Linked DNA regions of Mus musculus: region 2 is linked to region 1. Evidence: chromatin contacts called from public promoter capture Hi-C data. All regions are on one chromosome and are shown on one strand. The core of a region is the stretch at or near the end of the contact, and the rest is flanking DNA. Distances in the headings are between cores, read along the strand shown.

Evidence for each region. Promoter capture Hi-C pulls out the DNA fragments that hold promoters and counts their contacts.
Region 2: a contact with region 1 is called in a promoter capture Hi-C map of embryonic stem cells, with 2.0 times the contacts expected there. The contact joins the enhancer-like site here to the promoter of Slc38a7 in region 1. A contact is called at or near these places in 3 of 39 promoter capture datasets (cranial neural crest, embryonic stem cells and second pharyngeal arch cranial neural crest), 1 of 484 Hi-C or Micro-C datasets (embryonic stem cells) and 3 of 115 datasets of contacts at active chromatin or transcription factors (embryonic limb bud, embryonic midbrain and embryonic stem cells).

Annotation. Positions count from the first base shown.
Region 1 is chr8:95,851,388-95,858,219 of GRCm38.p6, reverse strand. Slc38a7 (solute carrier family 38, member 7) reads left to right here and starts at 4,729. Exons shown (of 12, transcript NM_172758.4): 1 at 4,729-4,748; 2 at 5,313-5,418.
Region 2 is chr8:95,366,878-95,373,617 of GRCm38.p6, reverse strand. It overlaps Mmp15 (matrix metallopeptidase 15), which reads right to left. Exons shown (of 10, transcript NM_008609.4): 4 at 5,383-5,690; 5 at 4,898-5,059; 6 at 3,884-4,137; 7 at 3,347-3,485; 8 at 2,772-2,922; 9 at 2,497-2,612; 10 at 1-1,513. The coding sequence ends at 1,098. Among named protein-coding and RNA genes, the nearest start is that of Mmp15, 18 kb to the right of the region's middle. Within about 2 kb of position 3,812, at least 89 of the 459 cell types and tissues checked have an H3K27ac peak or open chromatin away from gene starts, as enhancers often do. A contact at or near this core is called in embryonic limb bud and embryonic stem cells, where this site is marked.

The DNA.
Region 1 (6,832 bases), core at 3,480-5,979:
AATCTGATGCCCTCTTCTGGAGTATCTGAGGACAGCTACAGTGTACTTACATATAATAAATAAAATAAAACTGACCCTATGGGACACTATGAAAAGATGAAATCGATGAACAATATGAATACAGGAAGGAACTGGAACCCATGTGTGGGGAGCAGTAATGGGAGGATCAGGTGGGAAAGAGAGGGGAGAGGTGTGAGAGAGAGGATATGGGAGGTTAGCTAAAATTAACGGTCATGTGAAGGAGATCTAAATGAAATCACCAAATACTGGGGGAGACAGAGTCCCAACTGGACATTTCTTGTCACCAAATAAAGTTTCCAGTACTGGGATTGAGTTACATATAACTGAGTTATTGGCCAAATGGGTCCCGTAGGAACTCCCCCCATCCCCAAACAACCCAGGCTGTTGCCAAGACTATAGGTTGTTCTCCACAAACTAATAGACAACACCACACAACTCATTGACCATGAAGGAGTCAAGCTGGTGCCTACAGAGAGCCCTCACTCACCCTTATGTGTTAGCATCTTTGGAACAGGAAATTACTCTGAGCACTACCAAAGAAGAAATGTAAACACTGGACATAGTACTACCGGAGGATCCAGCAATACCTCTCCTGGGCATATACCCAGAAGATGTTCCAACCGGTAAAAAGGACACATGCTCCACTATGTTCATAGCAGCCTTATTTATAATAACCAGAAGCTGGAGAACCCAGATGTCCCTCAACAGAGGAATGGATACAGAAAATGTGGTACATTTACACAATGGGGTACTACTCAGCTATTAAAAACAATGAATTTATGAAATTTTTGGGCAAATGGATGCATCTGAAGGATATCATCCTTAGTGAGGTAACCCAATCACAAAAGAAGTCACTTGATATGCACTCACTGATAAGTGGATATTAGCCCAGAAACTTAGAATAACCAATATACAATTTGCAAAACACAAGAAAATCAAGAAGAAAGACCAACGTGTGAATACTTCATTCCTCCTTAGAATAGGGAACAAAATACCCATGAAAGGAGTTACAGAGACAAATTTTGGAGCTAAGACGAAAGGATGGACCATCCAGAGACTACCCCACCTGGGGATCCATCCCATAATCAGCCGCCAAACCCAGACACTATTGCATATGCCAGCAAGATTTTGCTGAAAGGACCCTGATATATCTGTCTCAAGTGAGGCTATGCCAGTGCCTGGCAAATACAGAAGTGGATACTCACAGTCATCTATAAGATGGAAAACAAGGCCCCCAATGGAGGAGCTAGAGAAAGTACCCAAGGAGCTGAAGGGGTCTGCAACCCTATAGGTGGAACAACAATATGAACTAATCAGTACCCCCAGAGCTCGTGTCTCTAGCTGCATATGTACAGAAGATGGCCTAGTCGGCCATCATTGGGAAGAGAGGCCCCCCTTGGTCTTGCAAAATTTATATGCCCCAGTACAGGGGAACGCAAGGGCCAAGAAGTGGGAGTGAGTGGGTAGGGGAACAGGGCGGAGGGAAGATATAGGGAACTTTCAGAATAGCATTTGAAATGTAAATAAAGAAAATATCTAATAAAAAAAAGAAACCCCCCCCAAAAAAAGTAGCAATAAAATGTCTCTTAAGCCGGGCGTGGTGGCACACGCCTTTAATCCCAGCACTCGGGAGGCAGAGGCAGGCGAATTTCTGAGTTCGAGGCCAGCCTGGTCTACAGAGTGAGTTCCAGGACAGCCAGGGCTATACAGAGAAACCCTGTCTCAAAAAAAACCAAAAAAAAAAAAATGTCTCTTAAATGCCGGGCAGTGGTGGCACACATCTTTAATCTCAGCACTCGTGAGGCAGAGGCAGGTGTATTTCTGAGTTCGAGGCCAGCCTGGTCTACAGAGTGAGTTCCAGGACAGCCAGGGCTACACAGAGAAACCCTGTCTCCAAAAAAAAAAAAAAAAAAAAAAAAAAAAAAAAAAAAAAGTCTCTTAATGACATTCTCTATGCTCATAGATCAGTACCTTGCTCAGCCATTATCAGATAAACTTCCTCCTACAGCAGATGGGAACAAATACTGAGGCCCAACAGCAGATATTATGCCAAGAGGGGGAGACCTTGGAATACTCAGCCCTATGTGGGATGTCTCCATCAAATCCCTCCCCTTTAGTCTTAGGGAACCCTAAGGAAGAGATGTGGAAAGGGTGTAACAGGTTACAGGTCACCAAGAAAACAAGGCCCTTTACACCAATATGATCAACGCTCATATGAATTCACAGAGACTGGTGCTCACACCAGGCCTGCACCAGGTCTTTCACATACATCCATATTATTGCTTTCTAGTTTAATGTTTCCTTAGGATTCCTGAGTGTGTGAACAAGTGGGTCTCTGATTCTTGTGCCTTTTCTTGGATTCTTTTCCTTGTGTTTGTTTTGTCTAATTCATATGTGTTAGGTTTTGTTTTATCTAATAAGGTTTTATTTTATTCTTTTAAGAAAAGGCAGAACCCTATGGTGCTGGAAATGCTTGATCTCTTTTATGTGATGCAGCCTTACTGCTGTGATAAGCGTGTGTGTGTGTGTGTGTGTGTGTGTGTGTGTGTGTGTGTGTGAGAGAGAGAGAGAGAGAGAGAGAGAGAGACAGAGAGAGAGAGAGAGAGAGACCTCTGAGCCTAGAAGAGGGTGTTAGATCCCCTGGAGCTAGAGCTGTAGGTGCTGTGAACTCTGGGAACTGAACTCAGGTTCAGTATCGCTCATGTGAGATAAAATTTTATAGAACGAATACAACCAAATAAGATGGAAGATTTAAAGAATATCAGCAGAGGGCTGGAGAGATGGCTCGGCGGTTAAAAGCACTGACTGTGTTTCCAGAGGTCCTGAGTTCAATTCCCAGCAACCACATGATGACTCACAACCATCTGTAATGGGATCTGATGCCTTCTTCTGGTGTGTCTGAAGACAGTGTACTCATGTATATAAAATAAATAAATCTTAAATAAAAAAAAAGAATATCAGCAAGGGCTGAGAAGATGGCTCAAGGGTTTAGAGCACTAGTTGGTCTTCCACAGGGGCTGAGTTCAATTCCCAGGAACACGGCAGCTGACAGCTGTCTGTAACTCCAGTTTCAAGGAATCTGATGCATCGTCAAGACATGTGCTGCACACAGACAGAAACACACACACATTAAAATAAGTAAATTTAATAATAATGATGAATATTATTAACAGATTGTGTCAATGTCAATATTCTGGTTGTATGATGTTGTACCAAAGTTCTGTGAACTCGTGTGTTGAGGCAAACTGACACACAGATCTCTATATTATTTCTCTCTTTTTTTTTTTTTTTTTTTTTTTTTTTTTTGGTTTTTCGAGACAGGGTTTCTCTATATAGCCCTGTCTGTCCAGGAGCTCACTTTGTACACCAGGCTGGCCTTGAACTCAGAAATCCGCCTGCCTCTGCCTCCTGAGTGCTGGTATTAAAGGTGTGCGCCACCACGCCCGGCTCTATATTATTTCTTATGTCTGTACTTGGCTCTGCTAATCTCAGTAACATCGCCTCCTTTTTCATCTTGGGCCGGTGGGGTGGGGAGGTAGCATTGCTTCCTGAGCCAGGATTTTATTGTGGAACCCAAGCTAGCTTCAAGCTCACTGCTCTCCTGCCTCAGTCTGTTGAATGCTGGGTTTACAGGCATGTGTCCCATACCCAACTTTTTCAAATGAGAGGTAGACCCATTGAGAGGCTCAACGTGTAAAGGCACTTGTTACCAACCCTGAAGACCTGAACTCAATCCCCAGAAGCCACAGGATGAAAGGAGGGAAGCAACTCGTGAGAGTTGCCCTGTGGACTCCCCGTGCATACTGTGAATGCACAGACACACGTAAGTAAATGTAAAAGGAAAAACTGGTGCTGGAGAGATGGCTCAGAGGTTAAGAGAACTGTCTGCTGTTCCGGAGGTCCTGAGTTCAATTCCCAGCAACCACATGGCTCACAACCATCAGTAATGAGATCTGGTGCACTCTTCTGCCCTGTAGGATACAGGCAGAACGCTGTATACATAATAAATAAATAAATCTTTTAAAAGAGAAAAAAGAAAGAAAGAAAAGAAAAAATAATAATTAAACTAGACTGTGAATATAATTGAAAGATATCGCTCCTTCCTGGGGCTCAGATTCAAGTTCTAGAACCACAAATAAAGAGGCAGAAAAGGACTTCCTTTATAAACGGCATACAGCCCAGAAGCCAAAGCTCTAGGCAATTCACCTTCATTCAATAAGTCGAGAGCCTGAACCGCCTCAAACATTTCCGAAATCTAGCCTTGAGGTTGTAGCCAGGGATTAATGAATGCTCAAACTGACTCTTTCTCTCTCTCTCTCTCTTGTTCAAAGGTCCCTCACACTCCTCAGTCAAAGAAACTCTGGGGTCACTTGCTGTGGCAATGAATGCAGGAACAAACATAATGAGGCCAAATAGCTTTGGCCCGTGGCTCCTGAGGACAAAGATGCCAAACCTCTTAACGCTCTTTCCAGGAGGAAGGAACAGTGTTTAATTTGGCCAAGGGACCAAGTCTAAAAATAACTGGATAAACGGGTTGGCAGAAAGCTAGGCTGGCTCAGAACTATTGTTGGGTTGAGAAGCTGGTGTGGTCCGATGGTGACACTGACTTAAAAACTACAACTCCCAGAGTTTCCTGCGGCCTGTGCTAGCTGGACGGTCATGTGATTCAGGCTCACGTGTTACTTGAGTCGGCTCCGGAACAACGCCTACAAGGTATGTGAAAGGAGGTACGGGAGGTGCAAGGTGGGGTTGTAGGGTTCTTGGGTCTTCAGAGTTCCCCATCACTGCTGAGACCAGATCCCTGTAGGGCTCCACAGCCGTCTTTGCCTGTTGCTTTCTGCTGCACCAGTCCAGCCACACCTTAGCCTGACGGCTCTCCACTCAGTCCTAGGCCAGGATCGAGTTAGCTTTGGAGTTAAAAACGCAACCCACCGCTTTTTCGCCAGGCTTGGGGCTCATCCCAACCCACCCTGGTCAGGTGCTCGCTGTCCCACCTCCTAATGCAATCCAAACCTCGTGTTTCAGTGCTGGTCCCGGGCTGGTCTGGGAACCATGTGAGATCTGTTCCATCTCCGACCTAATAAATAATGTGCATCGTGCTTATAGCTCTGGCCCCGCCAACTGCTCACCGTGACTTTAATGTAACCTCTTTCCTTCGTGTACCTTTTCCCTATTTGAACTGGCACTCCACTCCTTGCTATAGGTTATTCAGAACCACTCAGTGTAATCTCCCACCCCCTGCCCTGGTAGCCAGCTGCAAAAGGTCAAACTCTTCTCTCTTCTGACTGCAGATTTTTAGATAAAGCCTTGAGAAGAACTTGAGGCCAAAAGGGGAGGTGAGGGGGCTCTGACCCCATACCTTTAGGCAGAGGAAACAGCCCTCTTCTAGATTAGCAGGTAAGTTGGGCTAAATGATTGGGGCCGAGGTAAAAGCTCTTAGAGCAGTGAGAGTGGTCCAAGGGATGGGGTTGCTCGTCCTGAGCTTTTGTGTGGTTGCAGGAGAGGCTGGGCAAATGGCCGAGGACTGGGTAGGGGTGCCAAAAGGAAACCTGCTTCCTAGAGAGACTTAGGGTCACGGGACCTTGAAGTATGTTTTTCTGCGGTGTGAGCAATGTGGAAGGGATGGCCTTAGACCTCTCTGGAGCAATGCCTGGACCAGGGGAGTCCCCAGACTGCCTTTACTACTCACCACTGAGATTTTGCTGAGTTGCTGGCTGGGAAGGGAGATTGCGTCATAAGAGGAAGAAGTCTGTGGCCAGACTGGTGTTTCTGATTCTGGCCCCAGCAGAGGGCCCCAGCACTGGGACTGTGTCCCTTAATTGCTGGATGGCAGATGTCCCAGAGCACTTGCACTTCTCTCTTCTTTCCTGGGTTGATGTTCCCAGCTTTGTCCATCATTAGAAGGCACATCTGGGAAGCATCCTCAGGGGCCTATGTACTGTTCTAGACCTCCTCCATTGCGGTGGGCTGACCTTATCAGGAGGGTTGGAGAGTGGTTGTGGCTGAATCACTGCCTTTGTGGGGAGGAAATGGGATTTTAAAACAACAACAACAAAAAAGGTTTATTTATTTTATGTATATGAATACACTTTCGCTCTCTTCAGACACAGCAGAAGAGGGCATCAGATCCCATTACAGATGGTTGTGAGCCACCATGTGTTTGCTGGGAATTGAACTCAGGACCTCTGGAAGAGCAGTCAGTGCTCTTAAACGCTGAGCTGTCTCTCCAGCCCGGGACTTATTTATTTATTTATTTATTTTTATTTTGGTTTTTCGAGACAGGGTTTCTCTGTGTGTCGTCCTGGCTGTCCTGGAATTCACTTTGTAGACCAGGCTGGCCTCGAACTCAGAAATCTGCCTGCCTCTGCCTCCCACGTGCTGGGATTAAAGGCATGTACCACCACCGCACAGCGATTTTTTTTTTAAACTACAGAAAATAAGAATGTGAATGAATGAACATTCCATAGTTCCTATATGGAGGTCAGAGACCAACCTGCCCATTCTTTCTGTCCACTGAATGGGTCCCAGGGATCGAACTCAAGTCATTAATCTTGATTGCAAGTACTTTTACCCATTCAGCCATCTTACCAGCCCCAAAGTAGAGGTTGTTAGGGACCATCTCCCAAGCCTCATCTATGTTAAGCACAGGCTGCACCAGGCCCACCCAGGTAATGCTTACTAATATCAGCATACTCTTCACAAGAAAGCTTACACCATGAAAACGCTTGGGGGGCGAGGGGGGGGGCTAAAGTGACTTACCCAAGGTCACGCAGGTAGGAAGTGGACAGGCTAGCTTTTGGCTGAGTCTAAG
Region 2 (6,740 bases), core at 2,563-5,062, 480 kb after region 1:
AGGCTTTAGGGAGGCAGAGGAGACAGAGCCACAGCTGTACAGTACCATTTCCCACAGAAGCCTCCTGCTGACTCCAGGATGAGAAGAGGAAGGGAGGGCCCCTTTCACCCTTAGGACAGACTTCCCAGGCCTTAGTGGATTCCTTTGGGGGTTCCACAGACTCTGTGTGGGGTGAGCTGCTGGCCTGAGCCTAGTAGTGTTGTGTGGGGACAGGAATCTGGAAGGGAGGAAGCCCATAAGCTTGGTCTGTGACCTGCTGAGCATCCACAATCACACACACTGCCCAGGGACCTCTGGTACCCTAGTGGGTGTGTCTGCCCCATGTCATTAAGAGTTGGGACAAGGACTGCAGAAGCTGGGGGTGGGGGCGGGCGGGGAGTGCCCAGCCTCCGGAGACCTATGGGGCACTGAAAGAGAATATGGGCAGCCTAGGGAAGGAGGAGCTAGTCACTAGCATTGGGAGGGGAGCTTGGCAGGCTCCCTTTGGTCCTAGGTGAGACATGTCCAGGGCCCCTTCCTAGAGGAAAGAAGCTGCAGGCCCGGGGCAAGTAGGAGCTGCAGAATGCTAGGATGGGGTAGGGCTTTTAGGCTTCTGGGCTTCTTAGGAGCCTAAGAAGAAGGAACCAAGTCTCAAGGTTATCAGGGTGCCCCCCCCAGGGGGGGGAGCATATACTCTCCCTAAGGCAAATTCAGGAGGGCAGAGCCCGAGGTGGGCTCCTTCAAGGCAAACACAGTTCTTGTCGTGGGAGGAGAGGTTCAGGCTGAAAAGCCAGAGCCAGAGAAGCTTCCCAGCCCTCTGCCATCTTCCAGAGGTGTGAGCCTCTGTCCCTTCGTTCCTGCCTGGGGCGGTACTACACTCCGGGAGATCTCAAAGCATCTCCTGGCCCGAGTCAGGAAAGCGGAACCAAAGGCTGAGAGAGGGTGCCAAAAAGAAGAGGCACCTGGGCATAAATAAAGGAGGACGGGGGTGGGGGGCAAGGCTGGCAGGGGGATGTGTGTGGCTAGGAGGGCATCCTGCCGCGCCGAGGGAGCATCTGGGATCCACACGTCTCCTGTCCCTGCAGACCTGAGCACCGGGTGCTGCGGGTGCTACCTGATCACACCCACTCCTGCAGTGAGCGCTTGCAGTAGAGCAGCATGCGAGGGGCGCCCTTGCGCTGCATCTGCACCAGAGCAAAGGCCAGGCCCAGAATACAGAGCAACAGCAGCAAGGGGACCAACACCATCACCACGTTCACTGTCCGGACCACCTCCTCCATCTGCACCACCACGCGGCTGCCCTCATCCTTGTCACCCGCGTTCTCTTCCTTGCTGTCACCATCTGCCTCAGGCTCGGCACCCCCGTTGGGGTTGAAGGGTGGACGAGCCACATCGGGCCATCGCGATCGGGGCTCCACGTGCTCCTGGCAGCCCATGAAGTCCCGCAGGATGGATTTGGGGTGGCCGGGTTCCATCCGTAGGCGTTCGTTGTTGAATTTCCAGTACTTGGTGCCCTTGTAGAAGTAGGTGTAGGCTATAGGAACAGACAGGCCAGAATGGCGTCAGGCTGGGGCAGAACATTTGTGGAGCACGTTAAACGGTCCTGGATAATTTGTGGAACACGTTAAATGGTCCTGGATCTTCCGGCACCGAAACCAAGCCAGAGAACAACTCAGAGCTGTTCAGGACCAGTATCCCACTGACACCAGGAAGGGCTAGGTTTGAAGCACAGGGTGTGTCTGGGCTTTACTGAGCACAGTGACATGCCTGCACACGGAAGCAGGGGGTCAGGTGGAGCACTGGTAAAGCTGGCAGGTCTGCCCTGAACATCAGAGTCCCAAGTAAAAAATCAGACACAGAGGGGCCCTGCTGGAGAACTAGCCGAGTCACGGCTCCTGTCACTCAGTTACAATGACAGGTACTAGAGCTTCTTCGGCAGGTCTGTGAGTGGACTTGCTCCCAGTGCTCTGAACTACTGCCCAGCTTTAGCTCCAGACCTAGACAGACACGGGAGGCACCTAGACAGCAGCCTCTCTTAGCTGTGGGGTTGGAGGTCCCATCAGAAGAGGACAGTAATCAGCAATATGAACTAACCAGTACCCCTGAGCTCGTGTCTCAGATGAACATGGAGTAGAAGATGGCCTAATAGGCCATCACTGGGAGGAGAGGCCCTTGATCTTGCAAAGATTATATGCCCCAATACAGGGGAATGTCAGGGCCAGGAAGGGGGAGTGGGTGGGTTGGAGAGCAGGGGAGGGGGAGGGTATAAGGGACTTTTGGGATAGCATTTGAATGGTAAATGAAGAAAATATCTAATAAAAATAAAAAAACTGAATTAAAATAAAAGAGGGCAGTCATGATGCAGGGTGGGCAGGCTGTCATGCTGGAACATGGCACAGTTAGGTCCCCCTTCCATGCCATCACAGTACCATGGGACCTTGGACAAGCCCTGTATCCTGTGTATGTAGCAGAGTATGTAGCAAGTGTTGAGTCCTCTGGGAGGGAATGGTGCAGTACCTGCATCGTTGCTGAGGAAGGCCCCTTTGGGAGAGGTGGGGATCCCCTGCCAGACACTGATGGGCTTGGGGTAGCCAGGGTCTCCATGCTGTGTCTCCTCGTTGAAGCGCCAGTACCTATGACCAGAAGCATCAGGCTGTGAACCTGGAGCCCTGCCCGGTTTGGGCCTTGGGTCTTTCCCCTTCCCCTATAGCCTCTCCCTGGGCAGGTCTGAAAATGAGAGGCCCTGGCTAGAGCCTCTTCCTTTAAGGGAAAGGGCATGGCAAACCGCTCACCTGTCTGCTTGAAAGAAGAAGGTGTGACCTGTGGGCTCCCACCAGATGGCTGTGTCAATGCGGTCATAGGGGATGTCTGTGCCATAGCTGCTCAGCGGCTGTGGGTAGCCGGGCTCCAGATTGGCTTCTCGGAAAAGCCAGTAGCGGTTACCTGTATGGGGAGCAGCAGGCTGTGTGAGGATAAGCCCAGATTGGGGACGGAGGTGGCAGAGGAAATGCTACCCATACACACCACCACTGCCCATCTCGCAACCCACGCATCTACGCCTATCCCCATGGCCACCTGCGAGATGCTCATTTCTCTGTGTACAAGTCATCCGCTACCACCCAGTCTGACTCACACACTCTGCATGGCCTTCTAGACTGCAGAAGATGGACAGGGATACAGTTGTAATCCAGGCCTGCAGGGTCTAGGGCTGCCTGATCCCCCAGCCTGTCTGCCTCTCCATTCACACTATGCTACCTCCAGGTGTTGAGTCAGCCCACCATAGTGATGGGAAATGCAGTCTTCTCTTCTTTCCTAGACCCAACAGGGCACGAGGGCTGCCTGGTCCCTCTCAAGGCCTCCTGCTTACCTTTGAAGAAGACAAAATGTCCATCCTGGCGCTCGTAGGCAGCACTGATGTTCCCCGGCAGACCGCGCCAGAAGTGGCCAATTGGCATGGGGTAGTTGTCTAGAACGCGGTTGTGCCTGACTCGCCAGAACCAGCGGCCCTGGGGAAGAGGGTGGGTATTGACGGGCGGCATGTGCAAGGTACCTTGGCTCAGGGTGGGAGCTATGCTTAACTCTGCTTCTTCCCAGGTCAGGGATGATCTGTCAGACAGGCCATAGAGACCCCAGGAGCCAGGCAGTACCTGGAAAGCCAAGGCAGCTCCAAGGAGGGAGCTTTGGGCTGAGAAGCGGGAATCTGACTGCTGTGTGACCCTTGGCAAGTCCCTTGTTTTCTTGGGTTGGTTTCTTCCTCGCCTGGGGTCTGGTAAGCACCCAGAAGCTGTTAGCGAGGGAGGAGCCAGGCAAGGCTCTGAACAGGACTTAGAGAGGCTGGGGGTGGGGGGAGGTGGGGCCAGGTTCTGGGTTGGCTGGGGAAGGCACTAGGAGGGTGGGGCCAGACCTTGAACACAAACATCTCTCCGCGGAGCACAGCCACTGTGTCGAAGTTGCCATCGCAGATGTTGGGGCCATACTGGTCAGGCCTCTCTGTGGCTCGGGGCTGGGGTGGGGGCCCTGGTTTGGGGGGCCTTTCTGGCTTCCCACCTGGATGTGGTGGCTGGGGAGGCCGAGGTGGCTGGTGATCTGGCCGTCCTGGCCGCCGGGGCCTCACAGTGGGGAGAGGCCGGGTGGGCTGTGGCTTACCATCTGGGGAGCCTACAGAGAGGAGGGGATCAGGCCGTGAGAAGGCAGGCGCAGAGTCCAGCCTGGGTGCCAGGTTCTCCTATACAAAGTGCTGGAGTCCTGAGTCTCCTTCCAGCCTGGAGAGACTTGGACCCCAACAGGGACCCCCTCCAGGAACAAGGTCCTGTCTATCCAGAGAAGATCTCTCTGTTACCAGTTCATTCCCCTACCTCCTAACCCCCCAGCCTCCTCCACACAATCTTTTTCTTAACTTCTCTGGGATGGGAGGCTACCTGCTTCTGCTTTGCCTGGGGACAGTCTCCTTGCCTGGCCAGGCCCTAGGAAGTAAGGCACCTGCGGAGTAAGGAGCAGAGCCCTGGCTTGGGCAACTTGAACTCTACCAGATGCACAGCTTAGTACTGAATTGCTGGGGATGGAGGAAGGTACATCTGTCAGGTGCCCCCCTGAGGAGGCTGACAGAAGAGCTGGCCTTGGGGAGATCTGGCCACTGTAGATTTGCTATGTAGAGTCTGGGCTAGATAGGCAGCTGTCTCACCCCAAATCCACTGGGAAGTGCTGGGAACAGACTATGGGTCCTTGGGACAACTTTAGTCTAGTAGGGATAGTGCCAAAGATAGGAGGGAGATAGGGTGGGTCATCTAAATCTTCTTGCAGTTCCAGCCTGGAGCCAGTGTGGGTTCTGGGCAAGTGACTGGGCCTCAGTTTTCCTGCCTATAGAATGGGAGCAGAGTAGTGCTTGTCTTGCACGGCTAACAGGGCACAGCCTACTCACCATACAGCTGCTGGATGCCCCGAAGGTCATCTTCGGGCAGCTGGAAGTTGTCGGTATCCATCCACTGGTAGAAGGGTGCCATAATAGCGCTGGGGTTACTTGAGTGTTCTAGCCCCAGGGCATGGCCCAGCTCATGCACGGCCACCAGAAAGAGGCTGATTCCTGTCGGGAAGGCATATTCAGTCACTCCGGTCATCTAGGCCCTCCAGGCTGCCATGGACCCTACTCTTGCTTCTCTCTTGGATGGGACTGAGCTTCTCTTACTTTTGGCTTCTATTTTCCCCATCTGAGAAATGGGTCCAACATCCCCTTCTCTTCCCACCTTCCCTTGGTGGGACAACAGACTGAGATTAAGTACAAGGCTTCAGAGTCATGAATAGGGGACATTCTCTCCTCCTGAGCCTGAAGCTACTGAGCTGGAGGGACCAGCCAAGCTTAGGCACTGCCCTGCCTGCTCCCACCCTGTCCTGGCCAGCTGTCCTCACCATGCAGGTCAGTGCTGGAGAAGGTCCAGGGTTCATCTGCGTCGAAATGGGTGTCCCCACCCAGACCAGGGCCGGGGAAATAAGCGTGGGCCAGAAAGCCACCCACGCCATCAAACGGTGAGCTGTCGCCATGGAAGCCAGAGGCAAAGAGTACCATGATGTCAGCCTCCGCTCGCCTTCGTAGCCGAATGTCATCATAGGATACTTCCTGGAAGACCAATGGTGTGACCTGCTCCCACACTTGGAAAGCCCTGCGCACCGCCTCCATGGAGTTGTACCAGCCCAGCTTCTCAGTGTAGTTCTGGATGCTGCGGGTGGGCGGGGAGATAAGAGTTAACAGGGCCCTAACAGAGATAAGGGCCTATGGGATACCACCGTCCATTGCTGCCACCTTCCTAAGATTACATAATGATGCCACGCTATCCACTCTTAGATATGAATTAGAACTTGTCACATCCAGTAATTTTTTAAGATACGGCCCTACGTTTTCATGGTGGAAGACAAGCAGATTTAAAATAAGAAAGACAGTGAGGCTTGGTGGCGGCCTATGCCTTTAATCCCAGCACTCAGGAGGCTGGAGCAAAGTGGATCTCAAAGTTCAAGGCCAGCTGGTCTACAGAGTAAGTTCCAGGCTAGCCAGAGCTACATAGTGAGACCCTGTCTTGAAAAACCAAAAAGAAACAAAGAAAATAAAAATACAGTCAGGAGGTGGGTATGGTAGTGTACCCCTGAAATCCCACCACTTGGAAGCTGGAGGTAGTAAGGTCGGGGGTTCAAGGTTAGCTTCAGCTACATCGTAAGCTTGAGCGCATACTGGGTATTACATGAGGACCTGACCTCGTCTTAGCAACCCTCCCCACACCCCCAAATCTCAAAACAAAAGGTAGTAAAAATAGTAAGTGAAAGAAAGCACAGCTCTTTGTGGCCATGGGATAGAGGCAGCTGAAGTCTAGGAAACAAGCCAAGCCACCCTGGATATTGACCCTAGGGCTAGGCAGACCCTAACTTTAGCTGTGTGACTTTGGACATTTGACTAGACAGATTCAGTTTCTCTATTTGAAAGACAGCAAAAGGGGAGGAGCTAATGCTTTCTTTGTGTGTGTGTGTGTGTGTGTGTGTGTGTGTTTGTGTGTGTGTGTGTGAGTCCTCGAGAGGATTAAGTGAGATACTGCACAAAGGATATATATACAGCCCAGAGCAGGGGCTCTCAACCTTCCTAATGCTCCGACCCTTTAATACAGATCCTCATGGTATGGTGTGGTCACCACCCCCAACCATAAAATCATTGTATTGCTACTTCATAACCATAATTTTGCTACTGCTATAAACTATGATATAAATATCTGATATGCATGTTA